Linked DNA regions of Zea mays: region 1 is linked to region 2. A link is a contact called in public Hi-C data. All regions are on one chromosome and are shown on one strand. Each heading gives the region's core, a stretch centred on a gene start, on an enhancer-like site or on the middle of the called end of the contact. The rest is flanking DNA. Distances are from core to core; before and after follow the strand shown.

The links. Hi-C and Micro-C count contacts between places; a contact is called where the count stands out from the background.
Region 1: a Hi-C map of ear shows a contact between it and region 2, with 3 times the contacts expected there. The contact joins the promoter of LOC100194044 here to the enhancer-like site in region 2. A contact is called at or near these places in 3 of 25 Hi-C or Micro-C datasets (ear, leaf and tassel).

The regions. Positions count from the first base shown.
Region 1 is chr9:24,532,174-24,537,043 of Zm-B73-REFERENCE-NAM-5.0, reverse strand. It overlaps LOC100194044 (40S ribosomal protein S20), which reads right to left and starts at 1,520. Exons shown (of 3, transcript NM_001377195.1): 1 at 1,318-1,520; 2 at 1,106-1,219. The coding sequence starts at 1,447. LOC111590248 (small nucleolar RNA SNORD36) reads right to left here and starts at 993; the gene lies at 908-993. LOC111590252 (small nucleolar RNA SNORD36) reads right to left here and starts at 793; the gene lies at 709-793. It overlaps LOC111590250 (small nucleolar RNA SNORD36), which reads right to left and starts at 240; the gene lies at 162-240.
Region 2 is chr9:24,290,521-24,295,570 of Zm-B73-REFERENCE-NAM-5.0, reverse strand. No RefSeq gene overlaps it. Among protein-coding and RNA genes, the nearest start is that of LOC118473291, 10 kb to the left of the region's middle. Within about 2 kb of position 3,235, at least 20 of the 20 cell types and tissues checked have an H3K27ac peak or open chromatin away from gene starts, as enhancers often do. A contact at or near this core is called in ear, leaf and tassel, where this site is marked.

The sequences.
Region 1 (4,870 bases), core at 271-2,770, 240 kb before region 2:
AACCCATATATTAACCTACCATACATAGGGTCATTCAATGTAACAAAATGACATAACCCATATACTCAAGGCATACAAGTGCAGATCCTATTTAACAAAGAAACAAAGAACATCCTCAAAAGTGTAGTAAAAGTAAAAATGATTAGAGAATGAAATGGGGCCAACCATCAGTTTTAAAAAGCTCGAATTTGTTAAGTCCTCAGAAAATCTCAGGAGTAAATTGTTTAGCATCACATGGTTAGCCCACAACAAAGATCAAGCCCAAGTGCCCAACACATTAACTCAGATAACTTAGAGTGACAGGGTGAAGCCCTAAAATAAAGTAGATGCTCAGTATTGAGCTTAACTTTCTAGGATACAGAAGGATATTTAGGAAAGCAAGAAGGTATCAAAAAAGAATATATGGTAACTTAATATATGCATCAGCTGTTCCCTTAAAAAATATGCAGCAACTGTTGGAAATCAGGAAACAAAGGCCTTGAATGCCCAAAATTGGTCACGCAATTTCACCATCAAGACTACCAACTCTGGGCAAAGCCTATTCAATACTAAACGATGCATGCTAAATTTGAGACAGGCCCAAACAAAAAGATTATTTAACAGCCAGTGTGAAAGTAGTATATGATCAAAAACAGTAACTAAACCAATGTTTAGCTAAAACCATGCAATATCTAGAATGTGATCCGCACTAAACATACTATCATAGGCCAAGCATCAGTTTTAAAAAGCTCGGTTTTAGAGACTTCAATGATGTAATATCTCAGCAGCATCTCCTAGTTAACATCATATGTTCAGCCTAAGATCGTATCCAAAGAATACGACACCACACAAATGCGCTTAAATGTTGATACACATTAATACAACATGATCCGTAAACGAAGATGAATCTTTCTCGGTGACAATACGCTAAGCATCAGTTTTAAAAAGCTCGATTTTTGGACATCAGAGATCCCGAAAGATCTCAGTCGATGTAGATGTTAACATCATCTGCTCAGCATACCACACATCGCAACCCACAGCTCTAGATATCCATCACAACAAACGTGACGATTCGAGACCTTCCTGTTGGACGTGAGAAGTTGAGGGGGAGGTAAGGAGAGGTCACCTTCTCCACAGGGAGACTTCCTGGTGGTGATGTGGAGCACCTTGGTAGGCATCCGCACGGGGCCCTTGACCTTGAGCTCCTTACCCTTGGCGCCCTTCACCAGATCCCCGCAGACTGCTCAAAGCGCAACGCCGCAACAACGAGCACGAGGTCAGTCCTTCGATCCCAACCCAACGCCGCATGAACAAAGGAGAAGACATCGGCGAGCGTACCTTTCTCGAGGTTCTTGACGCTCTTGGAGGAGAGCGTGATGCGGATCCTGTGCTGTGGATCCATCATGCCAGCCTCGAACCCGGCCTTGCCAGCCTTCATCGGCGGCGCGTACGCCATATCCGCCGCCATGGGTTGTGGGAGCAGGGAGAGGGACTCGGGCGCTAGGGTTTCGCCTCGTCGATGCCGGAGGAGAGGTGGCGGCGGACAGCGTTAGGTTTTGAGGCTCGCGTGGTGGAGGCATTTATGTAGAGGCGGGGAGGTTGAGGTGAGACCCCGCCTGGCCGTTGGATGTGGCTGAGGTGATCTGGCCGTTGGATCGGAGCTTCGTCCTTCGGGGAGGTGGGGTTTGTCAATGATAGTGGGCCCGTCAAAAGCTCCGGTTCGGGCAAGGCCGCAAGGCTGCGGCCACCGGCCCGCCACGGCCCACGTGTCGAGTTTAGATTCCAGAATCATCTCCTCTCGGGGGAAAAAACCCGTCCGTAGCAGGAACTGTGTCTGCTTTGGATTCGTGACACATATTCGTCCATCGATTGTAAAGTCGCAGGACAAGGATTTGTGATACGTATTTATCTATCAACGTTAAAACAACAGAACAAGGATTTGTAACACATATATTTATCTATCCTCGTGGAAAATAGTGCAACTTTTTATTGTTTCCTAGACTTGTTTGACTGCAACTGAATCCAATCAAATCCACATCTTTTGATTGCAATCCAATCCATATGAAGCCTTGTTCGGTTAATCCCGTTACCCATGGATTGGATGAGATTGGAAAAAATTAAGAAGAAGTTTGACTTGCTCGGGATTTAAACCCACCCAATCCCACTCAATCCATATGAATTGAGAGCTAACCGAACAAGCCCTGAGCTGGGCAAGACTAGAAGTGGAAAACCAGCTCATTTTCCATGCTAATCCATCCCAAACCAAGCCTAATTTAGGTCTTGTTTGATAGAGCTTCACTTCAAAAATTTCAACTTTGTTCCAATTTTTTTCACCCAAACAGGTCCAGCTCCACGAGCTCTAGCTTTAAAAAAATTGAAACTAGAGGCAAGTTTCATGAATTCATAAAGCTTTTTAAAGGGTGCTTCAAAAACATTGTTTTTATATCTCCTCATGAAGTTGTACGAAAATTACCTACCATATCACTGATTACGCAACATACAACTTCCGTTCTCTCGCGACAGGCCACTAATCATTAAGAATAATTAAGTAAACTCACGTAAATCAATTGTAATATAGAAGCTATAGTCCATATGCAAGCCAAACGCTTTTGAAAACCCCACCTTAATAATTTGTTGGAGTTATTTTATGGTGAAGCTGGAAAATCAAATCTGAAGTTTTTGAAGTAAAGACAGGCCCTTAGCTTCATCCAGATTCGCTTGAATCCATGTCGTGTTAATGTGGATTGTGATGCAGATTAGTTAACCTTTTACCACGAGCGAGCGCTGAACTGAGCTAGTTTTGGGGTGCCACCAAATGAGACCTGGCAAGCTGATTCAAATATGATCTCCTGTCCCACACTTCTTTTCTGCGGAAGTGGCCTTCTCATTCTAGTCTGTACAAGCTATTGCATAGATTGTTACTTTCTCCATTTTATAAATATATGATACCGTTGATTTTTTAAAAAAATTATAACTATTTATTTTACTTAAAAAATAATGAGTTATCATTTATTTTTATAATTTGTTTTATTATTTAAATTAGTTTATGTTTGACTTAAAATTTTATATTTTTAAATAAATATTTTGAATAAAACGAATGATCAAAATTTCCGGAAAAAAACGTTAGTATTTTTCCAGTGATTGGTAACACACATACACAAAAATATTGGCGAAGTGACGTTGCGCTCCTCAGGCGTATGCTTCTGGAAGTTGCCAAACTGCTATGCTGTATTTCTGAATGATCAAGCCTCATGACATTAAAATTTAAAAGCCATCATCCGCACGTCAATCAGCTCTAACACCAGGAGCAGAGATGGTAATGAACTTACAGGAAGGACACCAGCCCAGCCAGCAGGCAACTCTCAGATCGATGATACTTTTCATTTCAAGGTCTGCTTGCTGCATCCTCTGGATACTTCTTCTCATACTCCATGCACGGATATCATGTCCTAAGCGCCATGGATTTGCATCGCCTAATTCAGATAATTAGGATATACGGTTGACAAGCACGAAGAAAAGAACTCGCTCGTCTTTCGGTTTCGTTACACACAAAAATCCAAAAAAAAAGGTCACGAAGAACCACGGCTTTTCACAGAGTATGCAAAAATCATCAAACGAATATCTGAGAGGTCCCAACACAATCAAAGTGACTCCCCCCCACCCAAAAAAAAAAGCCAACCCCCCAAAATAGTGTATGTGAATTACCAAAAAAAATGGTTCTCCGGGATACATCATGACAAATCATTTTTCAGTACGTACGAACTAGCAATGCTGAAACATGGCCTGTTATCTTTGGAACGGTATTGGAGCTCGTCCTGGCCATGTTTCGATTCTTTCAAAGTATTTCACAGGGACAACGCCATCAAAACCAAAACCTTCTGTCAAGATCACTTTGTTGTCTGAAATATAAAGCTTCATCCCATCTGCGCGACAAATTTAGGTGTTATATCAGCCTCTAGCACTCAGAAAACGAAAGAATTTTTTTGGGGGCCTATTTGTAAGCATTATATAGTACCTTTAAGTGCTTTACTAACATCTAGATGTATCAAGATGTTTACATTCTGCCTTATACCTGAAGATGGAAAAAGGAATTCAAGTTCGGTGTGTGTAAGTGCAATCAACCCCAAGTGAGGGTTTTGGTGATTTAATGACAAAACAAATAAGGGTACTAACAGTTTTTGTTCTCAGTGTTTGATTAGAAGGAAACAGGAACTTAAGGAAGCACCAAGGACTTCATGCAACAGACGTATAAAATTTATGTAAAATCTTGTGTTGCATGATGTAATTCTTCCTTGTTCTTTTCCGCACAGGTACAGGTGTTTGCTATAGCTCAAGTCCTCTAATTCAAAAGCTATTTTTGAAAATCAAAAATCACTTTAACTTTATTTGGCTGACCATGGTTTGGGTTGAGAAACTTAGAGTATTCTTGCTGAAAAGCAGCTGAACTTCTTCAACTGCAGCTGAGCTTTCCAGCTGAACTTAACTTCAGCTGTGATGAGCTTCTTCAGCTGCAACTGAGCTTTTCAGCTGAGCTGGACTTCAGCTGAGTTGAACTTTCAACTCCAGCTGAACTTCAACTTCAGCTATGGACCTCTCTGACCATACCCAGCTGAACTTGCCCCAGGGCAGCTGAGCTGGGGTTTTCTCTCCAAAACTCTCTGGTCTAGACCAGCTGAACTGGTCCTGGGGGGCAGCTCAACTGGTCTCTGACCCTCTGACTTCTGATCTGCAGTCTGCCAGTCAGACTGGCAGTCAGGTCGCCAGGGGTGTCAGGGGGGCGGTTCAACCGCCCTAGGGGGAGGTTCAACCGGTCCTGGCCTGTCTGACCCGCCTGCAGGTCAGTCTTTCAGTCAGTCTGGCAGTCAGACTGGTAGACAGACTGCTGACCTGT
Region 2 (5,050 bases), core at 1,986-4,485:
CGGGCACTCACCTACCTTATATAATACACTAGGTGAGTGACCGTGCGTCATAGGCCCGAGTTTCTCTTCGATGCCATCTCGGACAGCTCTCATATGTCATCCTCTATCTTATAATTATATAACACATATGTGCATATATAATTTATCGAGATATTATATGTTCCCGTTGCAACGCACGGGCACTGACCTAGTAACCGAATAAGGTCTTACGTTACGTGCAGGTGGATCGTGAAAGCAATGAAGTTTCAATTGCTTTGACCGTGCGAATCGTCGATAGAGAAAAATCAGGTTTCAACGTACATGCATCCGAACAGATTACCAAAAAAGTTTTAAGTTCACTGTTGAACATATAGATGGCCGGGCTGCAAGGTTTTTTCTTTGCTAGGTTTACAGCTAAATTTCTGCATATTATAATGTGCTGTTTGATGGGATGGCAAAGAGAAATGCTTCTTTTGTGCCACGGTCTCTGATAGTCTGATACCGTGAGAAGTTTCCTCCCGATTCTCTGTCTCCTGCTAATTAAATTAAATGCTTCTTTGTGCCCACGGTGGAGGTGATTTGCAGCTCTGATCAGAGTAGTCGTCTCCTAATAAAAGGCGTGGTGGTCTTGGGGAGAGGGGATCGTCTCTTTGCTAGCTGTATACAAACAAAGTTTCAGGCTTTTGATGGTTCCCGTCCACCACTGTCATCACGCGTGCACGTGGTCCTTCCCTCCAATGCCTTTTGGGGTGGTGTACCCTATGCAGTCTTGTAGGTAACACTGTCTGCAACAGTCTATTTACTCAGGGTTATTGTTTAGAACATCTACACGGTCTTCAAAATATAAATTTAACTAATGTTTTTTAAAATATAAATAAACTCTTACTGCATTTATATTTTTATAAAAGTATTTGTTAAGATAAATCGGTGTATATAAACATTATGTTTCAAAACTACATAATAAAATAGTTATTTGTAGTCAAAATTTTATAAATTTGGCTCAAACCTTGTCCAAAACGATAACAGAAGGGAGTAAAGTTTATCTAAAAACACAACAAACTGCATAGTGCACGCTCCATAGTCCACACTGCGCTCTGCTTCACTACAAAGTCTACAAGCGACATGTTTACCTACAACCGATACTGTATTACGGTTCTCCAAGCACCAGATATATCTAATAATCTCGTTCATACGACTCAATTATGTGTATTGTATGGGTGGAACCATATCTTAGACTTGGCGAGACGTTATTTCATCAAGATAAAGTATCTTGCGTTTTTTAGCACTTAGGGCATGTACAATCAAATTAAATGAGGGTCTGTATGGTACTAATTGAAAAAAGATGGGCTATTTACAAAGAGTCTGTGTTTACACGATTCTCTAAACATATTGTATCCTTGCTGCACTTATTATTTAGAAACTCAGGATTGTATTATGTATATAGAACTATTCTATGGGTTTAGGGTTCTACATGTCCTTACCCTCTTAGATACTCTTAAGATTCGAGTTATTTACGTGGATTGTATATGTTGTATACTACTATAAATATTATTATATCCAGCACCAATTTTTGTCTATTATTCCATTTTGATTTTTGGTGTCGTTTTTTTTTGCTACAGTTGACAAAAGGTCACATGGAATCCAAGGCGGCGTAACCGTAGTGGTCAAGAGCCTTTTGACTTCGTTTTTTTGCACCTTCAGCTTTATTATCGGATATCTTCTGAAGCTTTTGCTTTCTTGTTCTGATAGCCGGATCTACATTAAGTGAGTGCTAAATGAGATATCTGTTGACATCACAAAAATCATTAGCTAACCAAACAAAGACATCCTTGTTGTAGAACAGAAACATCAACAAAATTTTTTCTTGTTCATCAGAAAATTGAGATTCCAGCAACACCTTCTGGTCGGCTATGTCTTCACATATAAGCATGGGTTTTGGTTGGTCTGCTGAGTCAGTCTTATCTTTGTTATGCTTGTACAGTTGACGAGCTTCAGCTTAATCTATGTTATGGATAGACTTTTTATCTGTCATGTTCCCTTATGTCATTCTAGCAGACTCTTGACTTCCATGCACAGCTATGGAACCCTGTTCTTGTGTTATGAATATAGCCGAAGGTACATTGTTATCTTCCCAAGTCTCAACTGTCATTATCTGTCTTTCTCCGAAGCCACCGAGGGGATGTGTTGCGTCATATATCTTATCATCCTGCGTTTTCATCTGTCTGAAAGTTTTTACAAATATGATGTCTGCGTTGCGTCATATATCTTATCATCCTGCGTTTTCATCTGTCTGAAAGTTTTTACAAATATGATGTCTGCTGCACTGTGTTTACCAAGACGTTGTGTACTAGGAACGCCTTGATGACACACCGCTAGAGGTGAGGGGAGCCACGGTCGTGCCGCCCAGATCAGGTTCGGCCCAGGTGGCGTCGTCGGCATCGGTGGAGGGGAGGCTGTAAGGGTGCGTCCGCGCAGGCGAAGGGGAGAAGGGCCGCGCCGCCGCTAGTGGCAGGCACGCCGTCATAAGGGGCCGCGCCGGCCTAATGAGCGGCGCTGTCGCGAGCTGGTGGCTGTGAATCCGGGGCTGGCGGCACGGGGGTGGCTGGCGGCTGGCGGCTGGGGCTTGGGGCAGCGCGCAAGGAGGGCATCAGGCGTGGAGGCTTAGCTGGGTGAAGCACGACATCGTCTTGCCTCGCCTGGAGTTGAGCTCCGCTGGGTTGAGGCCGAGCGCTGAACGGAGTTCGAGGAGGAGGCGAGGTGCCGAGTGGAGGGCTCACGGTGAGGAGCTCGTCGCCTGGCACATCCGAGGAGGAGCAAAGGGAGGGGACCTGCGCGTCAGCGTTGGAGTGGTGCTGGACACCTGGACACGCAGGAGGTGATTTGCAGCTCTCACCAGAGTAGCCGTCTCCTAATAAAGGCTTGGTGTTCTTGGGGAGAGGGGTAATGTGATCAGATCGTCTCTTTCGTAGCTGTATAAAAAGAAAAGTTTCAGGCTTTTGATGGTTACGGTCCCGGTTAGGCCACCACTGTCAAGTGTCATCACGTGTGCACGTGGTCCCTTCTTCAATGCCTTCTGGGCTGGTGTACCTATAGATGTCCAAATAGCACGTAGCCCGTTAGCCCGGCACGAAGCACGAGTTTTTAGCACGACACGAGCCCGGCACGGCACGGTTTGAAGTGGGCCCGGGCTGAGCCCGGCCCGTAGAGCGTGCCGGGCTTGACAGATATTTGAGCCCGTTGGGCTAGCCCGAGCACGGCCCGTTATTAACCGGGCCTTTAAACCGGCCCGTTTAACAACTCAGGTACAATATATATACAGTACTGGGCTACCACCATACGCGAACGACCCACTTCGCTCTAAAGTCTAACCCTAAGCAGCTCGCTGCGTCTGTAACTCTATATAAATCGTGTGCGTCCGGCGTCTCCAAACCCAAACCCTAAGCAGCTCTCCGTGCGACGGCGGCGGCGCTCCCTGCTCTCGATCTCGACGCGGCGCTCCCTCCTCCTCTCAGCGCGGCGGCGACGCTCCCTCCTGTTGGGCCGCGGTCCGTCTCCTTCAGTGTGACGGTAGCCTTCTCGACGCCGGCAGCGGCGGCATCCCCAGCGCCCTGCTCGACGGCCTGCTGGCACGGGACACAGGAGGAGCTGCTGCTCGGTGGTCTTGAACACTGTCAGTGCCATGTCTCCCTGGCCTGCTTGCTTGTCCTCGGCAAGTGACACTAGCTAGCCTATAGCAAGGCTACCTGTCTCAGCAAGTGCTGCAGTGCAGGTTACCACAAAACGAGTGACGACGCGGCTAGTTTCTACGTTGTATATAGTTCTTGGTGCAGAGCGCGTTTGTGTTTAGGAAGGATGTCAGTTTTAAGTTTTCTGTGTTAAGTATGATTGTATGATTTGCGGGCTCGGGCCGGCCCGGAATACTAAATGGGCAGTGCTATTCGGGCCAGCCCGGCACGATCGGGCCTCCACCGTGCCGTGCTCGGGTAGCAATCTGGGCACGTCGGGCGGCCCGGCCCGGCACGGTTAAGTGATCGGGCCTAAACGTGCCGGGCTCAATCGGGCCGGGCCAAGTCGTGCTCGGGCCGGGCTGGGCTGCCCATTTGGACATCTATAGGTGTACCCTATACCCTGCAGTCTAGGAGTAGTAAGCTACAGCCTACTGGTAGCTGTAGCCAGGCCTGGGCATTCGGTTTTAACCAAGAAATTGGTTCGGTTTTTTCGGTTATAAAAAGTTCGGTTTTTAAAAATTTAAAACTGAAATAGTGTGCCAACGAATAATAACTGAAAATTCGGTTTTCTGAAAAATTCGGTTCGGTTTTTTACTGACCGAACAAACCAGGACATCACAAATTCACAATCAGGCATAAGTTCAGAACTAGAAGCGAAGCAACTATAGTCTGCGAGACAATAAAATAGTTCACAACATCACAAGCAGTAACTTAATACATCACAAAATAGTTCAGAACTACAATAAAAAAATAGTTTAGAACTAGAACATGGTGTGTGGCGCTGTGAGCCTGTGATGGACAACCGTGCCAGCAGCACATTTGCACAGTCCTCGACTGACATGTGGATCTGTTGGCTGTTCACGATTTTCAGATCCTCCACTTTCAGATTGACGCGGTAGTGGAATGACACAGCCGTCGGAGCCTCCTTGCAAGGCTAAAGAAAAGAAAACAAAAGAAAAGGCTAATTCAATTACACTTGTGGACTTGCCTGTGAAGTAGAAGCTTATAAATTTTATTGAGAATGAACACTCACAATGCAACTGGTTAGCAACTAGGATGTGCTTTGGTGTGTCGACTTGCTAGCTTTGCTTGATTGTGACCATGAGCCATCCTATTCCTGCCCACTACCTCTGTGTTTGCCTTTTCCCTTTTCACCATGTTCTTCAATCAACTCTAAAAGTGTGGTGGAGGCATTACACAACATGCGAATAATATCTTAATTTGGATTAGAATTAACCTATACAACTATAAAGTATAATAAATAAGATGAAGCAATGGTTACCTTTTTCTAATTCAGCCAACTGCTCCATGTCCTCCTGGATATTAATTGGAGTGGTCCTTCG